2 separate regions of the Pelodiscus sinensis genome follow, and region 1 is linked to region 2. The links are chromatin contacts, called in public Hi-C maps. All regions are on one chromosome and are shown on one strand. Each heading gives the region's core, a stretch centred on a gene start, on an enhancer-like site or on the middle of the called end of the contact. The rest is flanking DNA. Distances are from core to core; before and after follow the strand shown.

Region 1 (4,333 bases), core at 1,100-3,599, 150 kb after region 2:
AAATACAGATCCCTGAAATAGTATTATATGATCATTTTTAGCCTCAAACACTGACTCCATATTAAAATGTTGCACAATATGATGTTATATAGATGTTGTTCTGCCTACATGTATCTAAATGTGTTTTTAGTCTTATTTCAGAGAGGTTGTTTTCTTGCTAATAGTTGCTGATGCAAACTGTTGTGTATTATGGGAGGGTTTCACTATTGAATTTAGACCTTTGGTAAATTCTGTACATACAAAGAAAATCAATATATTTTATGAAAAAAATCATCTTATTTTCAAATATATTTAACTGATTTATTTTATTAGACGGTTGTAAATATTGTAGAAGCTCTAGTGTAAAAATATATATTTACTTTTGGGTGGGAAAGTAATGGAAATAAAACTACATATTTAATGTAGTTTGTGATCTCTTCCAGATATAGTTTATATTATTAGCATCTGACTTGCATGCAGTTGAACTTCAGGATGTAACTTATTTAGATTTGTACTAGGTTGGTTTAATTTCATAATCTAGATTTGTTTTTTTGATGGGTTTTTATTTGGATTCCATATACTTGGTACATATCAAAAAGCACTATGTATAGAATATTCAGTACTATCTGTAACAAATAATTGTATTTGTAAATCAAAGGGTTTTATGTAACAGTTTGGCAAAAAGAGGACAGTATTTTCTAGTGAATTTTATACTTTTGATAAAATGTAGTTTGTTGGGTTTTGCTACCGTGATGAAAATTTCTTTTAAATAAATTTGTTTTAAAATAGGGGGTTGACAACAACATTATATATATATATATATTAAATATTATAAATATAATTACTTTATAGATGCTTTAAAAGGAACATTTCTTCATTCAGTCATATGGCATTGGTGTAGCCGTAGTTGGAGTACTCTGTCCAATTCTGGGTGCCACACTTTAGGAAAAATGTGGGCAAATGATAAAATGTTTAGAAAACCAGGCCTATGAGGAAAGGTTGCAAAAATTGGGCTGGTTTAGTCTTGAGAAAAGAAGGGGGAGAGACCTAACAAGTCTTCAGAAATGTTAAGAGATGGAGACAGGACAAGAAGTAATGGGCTTAATCTTTAGCAAGGGAGATTTAGATTGTAATTAGAAATATTTTCCTAAAGTTAAGCTCCAGAACTGTGGAATCTCCATCATTGGAAGTTTTTAGAAACATGTTGGCAAGCACCTTTTGAGGATAATCTAAATTTGCTTGGTCCTGCCACATTGTAAGGATAACTATTACATTGATATTTTCAGAAAGGGAAAAAAATATTTAAAAATTTTGTGCTGCAGTAACCCTAAAGAAACACTAGTGTATTTAATCTTGTTTTGAAAACAACTCTGTCCTCTTGTGTCTCCTGCAATAGTCTTGACTCAATATTTCTGATGCTGCCAAGTGCTAACTTGGTTACTTTGAATGTTCTGCAATGGCGGTTCTCAAACTTTTTGGGCTTTGGAGCCCTTTACATGCGTAAAAATTTACGCGGAGCCCCAGCCGCCCACTGATTGTATGTGTTGCACCTATCGATGTTTCCAGTTTGTTTACCTCTCGGAGCCCCGGGAGCTGCTCTGTGGAGCACAGTTTGAGAAACACTGTTCTACAACTAGAACAGTGTTTCAAAGCTGTTAATGCCTTGTGGTTCTCATCACACATCCTTGGGAAGGGGGCAAGAACAATATAGTAACTCAGCAACGAAAAAGTGTAGCCTGAAAACAGCTCAGAGCCGGGAATGGAAGTTCAAGTATAATGTTTAAGTCTGGGGTGGACAGTTTATTCGATAGTTTAGCAAACGTGCCTATGCTCAGATGTTCTGTAAAGGATGAAGTGTGCGCCCCGCTATGTAATCGCTGCTTGTGTAAGACACGTCGCCTGCTTTATTTCAAATAATTCTGTATCCGTTTCAGAAGCTTGGCACGTTTGCCAAAGACTTTCTTTTTTCCCTGCCTTTTACTTTTGTTTTTCTTTGCTTGCGGGTGGAGTTAGTTTCACCCCGCACCCAAGCCGGGCTGTAGATAAAAACACACTCAAGATAATCCACAATTAACGGGCCCCTCGCCTCGCTCCCGCCAGGGGCTCTGGGGCCGCAGCCTGCTCCTGTATCCCGGCACGATCCCGCGCGCCAGTAGGGGCTGAGGCCAGGCCCGCCCTGTGACCCGTTCCTGCGCACTAGCAGCCCCCCCCCCCCCCCCCCCCGCCGCTGGGCCAGCACCGGCTCCCTGCGCGGCGCCGCGAGACACAAAGGCGCGTTCCAGGGGTCACGTTGCGGGGGGGGGGGGCGGCTCACAGCTCAGGACAAGAGGGGGCGGGGGGTTGGCTGGGCCGGCCCCTCTGTGCCGCTCCCATCGCTCAGCCTGCCCGCGGTTCCACGCCCCCCGCCCCGCTGGGCTGGACTGGGAAGATGACGCGGGAGGGACCAATGGAACGCGCCCTGCGCTGCCTGGACTGGGGGAGGGGCAAGCGGTAAGTGCGCGCTGGGGTGGGGGGAGCGGGAAACTGTTCTGCGTCACGTGGACGGCGGCGAGGTCTGGCACCTGCGCGAAAGCCGAGCGCGAGCCGCAGACTTACAGGTGCGAGGGCGAACTCTATGGTAGCAGGTTGCGAGCGGGGCCGCTCTGTATTTCCGGGTTAAGCTCTATGGTGGGGTGGCTGCCGGAAGTTTCCGGGGGAGGGGTGGGCAAGATGGCGGCATGGGGAAGGGTGAGCCGGTTGTGGCGGTTGCCGCTCTGTCAGGTACTGGGGGGGCGGGGCGCCCGCACCAGACCGATGCTCCGGTTTGCATGCTGGAGCCCTCCGATTCGCCCCCGCTCTCAGCGCGCTGGCGGACACGAGTCAGAGCCCTCTCCCTCCCCCCCCCCCCACTTGGCCGGCGCTGAGAACTGAGCGGCTGCAGCCGGCTCGCGTTCCTGGGCCGTAGAGCCCCGCAGAGCCGGGCGCCCTGAGTTGTTGGGTAGCGCCTGGGAGCCCCGCTCCTGGACCAGGCTCCCAGCCATAGGCAGAGCTGAGGCAGCCCCCCCCCCCCCCAAGTTGACAATCCGGGGTCTGAGGATGTTGAGGATTAGTTGAAATGCTTATTGGATAGTGGACTGGTCAGTTCCCCCTGCCCCTGTGCCTCCATCACCCCGGTCTCCATGGCATTTCCACAGAACCTGGAGTCACCTGGAGCCCCGGCTCCATGTGGTGCTGCAGCTTTGAAATGCTGTAGAGAACCCTGGGATCAGCTGACACCAGGCTCCATGGGGGTGCTTCTGCTTTGAAATCTACATTTCAAAGGAGAAATGCGGAAGTGCCTTTGGACTAACCAAGTAGTCAATAGAAATTCCACTGACTACTCGACTAGTAAATTAATGTATATTTATATCTTTACATGGAGCTTTATGTTAAGGGATGTGGCTTATGGTTCCAGTTAACTGGTAGCTATACTCTACACAATTGCCTTTATTTTGAACTGATATCAAGCTGGAGGACTTCTTACTCCAAATCATGGGAACCCTCATTTCATGAGGAGTAAGGGAAGTCGAAGGAAGAATGTTCTTCCTTCAACTTCATGCTGTGTAGACAGCACCAAAAAGCCGAATTAAGTTATTTCGATTTCAGCTACACAATTGATATAGCTGACGTCTTAATTCAACTTTAGCCCTGCTGTATAGCTGTACCCTTATTGTGCTAACAAAGTTAGCAAGCTTCAATTTTTGTACTGAATTCTTACTCTCAAGTGTTTTTATAATTATGGGACTTTGTAATGTTGGTAATCAATTAGTTTCTTCCCCCTTCTCTTATTTTGGCCATAATTATATATGCAGTAGATAACGAGTTCTTTTTTTTTGTATCCATGTAATGCAAAGTAATTATTAATCCAAGATTTTTTTTCCTGTGTGAGCTCATCAGATTTGCATTTCCAACACACAAACTTTAATGTGGAATTTCTGCACAGATCAAAGGAAATCTCCATATTGGTTGAGTTCTGAATCCTTCTAAAAAGATAGCTTGCAAATTAAACTAGTCATTTTATTATGTGCTTAGCTGAGGTGACATTTATTATAAATTCTAGGAGTAAATGGACTTTGTTTAGGAATCAGTGTTGTTTATTCAGGCCTGTGCATTGGAATAGCAGCTGCTGCCTTTTCATGTTCTTAATGAAGACCTTCCCAACTTGGGTCCACCTTCATTGCTGTGTTCTGTGCCATCTTTGGAGCAAGAACAAAATTCTTCTAACTAGTATGTGTTTCATTGCTCTGCACCAGCACTGTGTATGGGTTTCAAGGTACAAGAGAGCCTCGCTACAAATTGATTAATTTAATCTTTCATATGCTAATTTCTTTATGGT
Region 2 (4,340 bases), core at 802-3,301:
AAATTCTCTGGTTCAGCACTGGTCAGGTCCCAAGGATGCCAGACTAGAGAGGTTCAACCTGTACGAGGAAAAAGTACTACATTCCAGAGCACAATCAAATGAGCTTTTTTTCCTGAACAGTCACAAAAAAATGACTGACAAAATGAGTAACAGGAAAAACATGACAGAAATCAGTACTGGACAGTGAAAATACTAAATATGGCAAGGTTCACTTTACAAGCATGCAAGTCTGGCAACCAGAGATCAGTAGGCAAGGCTCAGAGCTGGTTCCAGTTCAAAAGTATTTCTGACTCAAAGACCTTGCAAAAAGTCTAATTAACAATGCAAAGCATGTGTATTTATGTACTTTAATGTAAAACAAAATCAAAAGGATATTTCAGAAAATTGATCACTTCAGAAGAATTAAATGGCAAAAAAAAAAAAATTACCACAAAGTGTATAATTTAGTCTCTAACATATTTATTGCATATTTGAAAGACATCACTGCATGTAAATATTGATACGTAAAATGACGTGTGGCCGAAAAAGGGACCAAATTACATTTTATCACAGGATGAGAGGATCTTATTAGAAACTATACAATTCATGGTCTGTTGCTGCTTCTTTCCCCAAAGGGCCCTACTTAGTCTCCAGTAACAGCTCCCCTTTGCCACCTTATACACTCTAGTTCTTATAAATGTTTGAAGAACCTGTAACAATTACCATGTCATGATTATGTAAGTATTTTAAATATCCACTGTGTGAAAAGTGTTTTTATTTCCCTACATCTAATAACACAGCACCTGAATAAAATGTGACGAAATAAGGGAATAAATCAAATTTATCATTGAAATAATTTCACATTTGCCACCACAAGTGTCCATTAAAAGAGATAACTTAAATATTAAAAGCATAAAAACATGATAATTTGAATCATGGAATTTTTTTTCTGATAAGGTAATTATAAATCTGTTATTGACATTTACAAATAAAGCTCTGATGCTATGAACAGTTACACCCAAGAGAGCCCACTGAATTACATATATGAACCATAGAACACTCATACAAAAGTACTTAGTTCCATTGAACACTACTCTTAAATGTTCCCAAAAAGGGAATGCTTCTCTTTCTCCACTCTCCATGAGCATAAGAGGTCAGTTATCTTGTGACTGAATTTTAAGGTACAGTGTAACCCCAAATACAGTTGGCACAGAAAAACAGCTGCTTGTCAGAGAGAGGAGAAAGGGAAAAAAAAACTTAGGAAATCCACAACCCTGCAAATAGGTGTATGGGAGCAGACCACTGCTCTCTCACACAATCCCACTGAAATCAATAGGTTGCTGTGCATGGATCTGTACTCATGAAGCTCTTTCCAAGCTTGGGGCCTAAGCAGCTGAGGCGGGTAGAAGGAAACACTGTTTTTAAAACCTTCTCCCAAGCAATCTTAAGAACAAAACTTAAAAACTGCGAAGGGAAGAGGAGCCAGCAACCCGAAATACAACCTGTTGAAATCAGAGACTGCCGGGCAAGTGACCAGCCTGGGAGAGGAAGCCGTAGAAGTGGGACTCGAGTAAGGCTTGGCACAAGCCAAGCAGACGGGAGAGCTGACTTTGCTCTTCGCTTCCACGTCCTGTCACACCTCAGCGGGCTTGACACGGCAGCAAGTTAACACGAGAGAGTCTCTAGTTCACGGGGCCCCTTGAAACAGCCCCGCCACAATCGCCCCTCGCCATCAAACATATTTACCTCCCTGCCACCTCCGCCCGCCCCTAAGGCAGCGCGAGAGATCGCCTCCCCCCACTGCCGGGCCTGGCCCTACGGACCCCCCTGCCCACACACCCAGCCCGCCCGCAGGCCCGCTCCCCTAACGGCCCCCGGGGGACGAGCCTCACCACGGCAGCCTCCTCGGCGGAACATTCCAGCAAGCTCCTGTCAATGGCCTGAACCTCCGTCTCCAAGTCCGACGCCATCTTCCTCCCCCCTCCAGCGGCACCACCAAGTAGGTGACACCCGGAACCGGACCCAGCCGGCCTCCCCGCGGGGGGAACCCACTTCCGCTTCTGCCCCTCCCCGTTCCTCGCCGCCGGGCGGGGTATAACTGCCCTCTCCCTTCCGCCGCGGAGACGCCATCGTGAGCTGGCGGTGCATTGTGGGGGATGTAGTCCTAGCGCTGGAGCTGGCCCTCTGTCCTTCCTTACAGAGGTCCCTTCGCTTGGCTGGTTGACTGACGTCATGGCCCCTCTGCCTCCCCCCCCCCACCTCCCCATTCCCGGTGCTGCCCAGGCTTTGAGACCCTGACCACTGCGCTGGGGACCAGTGCCTCTCATATTGGCCTACAGGTTTGCTGCTGCTTGTCCTAAGCAATGCACCACCTATGGCAGCTTCCCCACCTCCTTATGGTCGTTGCCAAGGTCCTACAAAATCAGCGTCTCATTCTATTTCGGTATATTTCTGAAGATTTTATATATGGTAAATTTCATGATTTCAGATATTTAAATCTGAAATTTTACAGTGTTGTACTTGTAGGGGTTCTTCTGACCCAGGAAAGAGTTTGGGAGGGGATGGCAAGTTGTAGGTAGTTGCAGTACTGCTACCCCTACTTCTGCACAGCTGCTAGCAGCAGCATTGCCTTCAGAGGCTGGAGAGTGGAGGCTGCTGGCCAGAAATCAAGCTCTGAAGGCAAAGCTACTGCCAGCAGCAGCTTAGAAGTAAGAATGGCATGGCATGGCATGGCATGGTATGGTATTGCTCCACTTACCTCTGCGCTGCTGTCTGCACAGTTGAGTTGTCAGTCAGCAACTGCCACTTTCCAACCACCCAACTCTGAAAGGCTTTAGTGTGCATGTGGGTCATGTTCCCAAGAATTTTCTCCACCACTAAGAGATCTAGAAATTTACTTTTTTCTATTTTTAATTGCATAAATCCAGAAGTTGGATCTTTAAGACAAATACAAATAGTGCAAAGGTTGGCAGTGCTACAGTTACACTATTGTGCAAGTAATTCTGTGGCTCCTGAAGAGCTAAGAATATAAGAACAGCCACATTGGGTAACACCAAAGGTCCATCCAGTATAATATCCTGTCTTCTGACAGTAGCCCCAGGTACCCAGAGAGAATGAACAGAACAAATAATCAAGTGAGCTATCCCCATTACCTATTTTCAGCTTGTGGAAAACAGAGATTAAGAACTCCATTCCTGGCTTCCTCCATCAACTTATCTAATTCATTTTTAACCCTATTAAAGTCTTTGCCTTCACAGCCTCCTCTGGCAAGAAGTTCCACAGGTTGATTGTGCGTTGTGTGAAAAAATACTTCCTTTTCTTTGTTTTAAACCTGCTGCCTATTGATTTAATTTGATAATCCATAGTTCTTGTATATCAGGAGTAAATAACACGTCCTTATTTACTGTCTTCACACAGTCATGATTTTATAAATCTCTATCATATTTCTGCTTAGTCTCCTCTTTTTCAAGCTGAAAAGTCCTTCCTCATATGGAAGCCACTCCCTACTCCAAACATTTTTTATGCTCTTTTCTGAACCTTTTTCAAATTCCAATATATCTTTTTTGAGAATGGGCAACCACATGTGCATGCAGTATTCAAGATGTACAACACATGTATTTATATAGAGACAATATGATTTTTTTGGTCTGACTCTCTTTTTTTAATGATTCCCAACATTCTGTTGACTTTTTGAATGCCATTGAATGGATGTTTTCAGAGAACTATCCACAATGACTGCAAGATTTCTTTCTTAAACAACTAATTTAGACCAGATCATTTTATATTTATAGTTGGGATTACGTTTTCCAATGTGAATTACTTTGCACTTGTCAGCACTGAATTTCATCTGCCATTTTGTTGCCCACTTTTGTGAGATTATTTTTTCAATTCTTCATAGTGTGCTTGCTTTGGATTTAATTATTTTAAGTAGTTTTGTATCATCTGCAGGTTTTGTCACCTCACCGTTTATCACTTTTGCCAAATCATTTATCAATACGTTGCATAGGACTGCTCCCAGTACACATGCCTGTGGGACACCACTATTTACCTCTCTCCATTCTGAATAAGGATGTTAAATATCAAATAATTGACTAATCGAATAGTCGATGCATTTTGCATCGACTATTCAATTAGTTGATAGGGCCTGTAGAGCTGTTGCTACACTTCAAAGGTGAAAGTGCCCTGTGGGTCATGGGATCAGCTGGGACTCCTCTGCTGACCCCGGGATCCATGCGTCACTGCAGCTTTGAAACACGGCGGGGAACCTGGCATCAGGCTGCACGTGGCGTTTCAAAGTGGCAGCACCACGTGGAGCCTGGAGTTTGGCCCCAGGCTCCATGTGGCGCTACTGCTTTGAAGTA

Evidence for each region. Hi-C and Micro-C count contacts between places; a contact is called where the count stands out from the background.
Region 1: a contact with region 2 is called in a Hi-C map of blood, with 9 times the contacts expected there. The contact joins the promoter of MRPS10 here to the promoter of UBR2 in region 2. A contact is called at or near these places in 4 of 5 Hi-C or Micro-C datasets (blood, liver and an unstated tissue).

The regions. Positions count from the first base shown.
Region 1 is chr3:171,191,299-171,195,631 of ASM4963464v1, forward strand. It overlaps MRPS10 (mitochondrial ribosomal protein S10), which reads left to right and starts at 2,350. Exons shown (of 7, transcript XM_075925444.1): 1 at 2,350-2,469. It overlaps TRERF1 (transcriptional regulating factor 1), which reads left to right. Exons shown (of 16, transcript XM_075925440.1): 16 at 1-828.
Region 2 is chr3:171,038,422-171,042,761 of ASM4963464v1, forward strand. UBR2 (ubiquitin protein ligase E3 component n-recognin 2) reads right to left here and starts at 2,052. Exons shown (of 47, transcript XM_006122091.4): 1 at 1,872-2,052. The coding sequence starts at 1,949.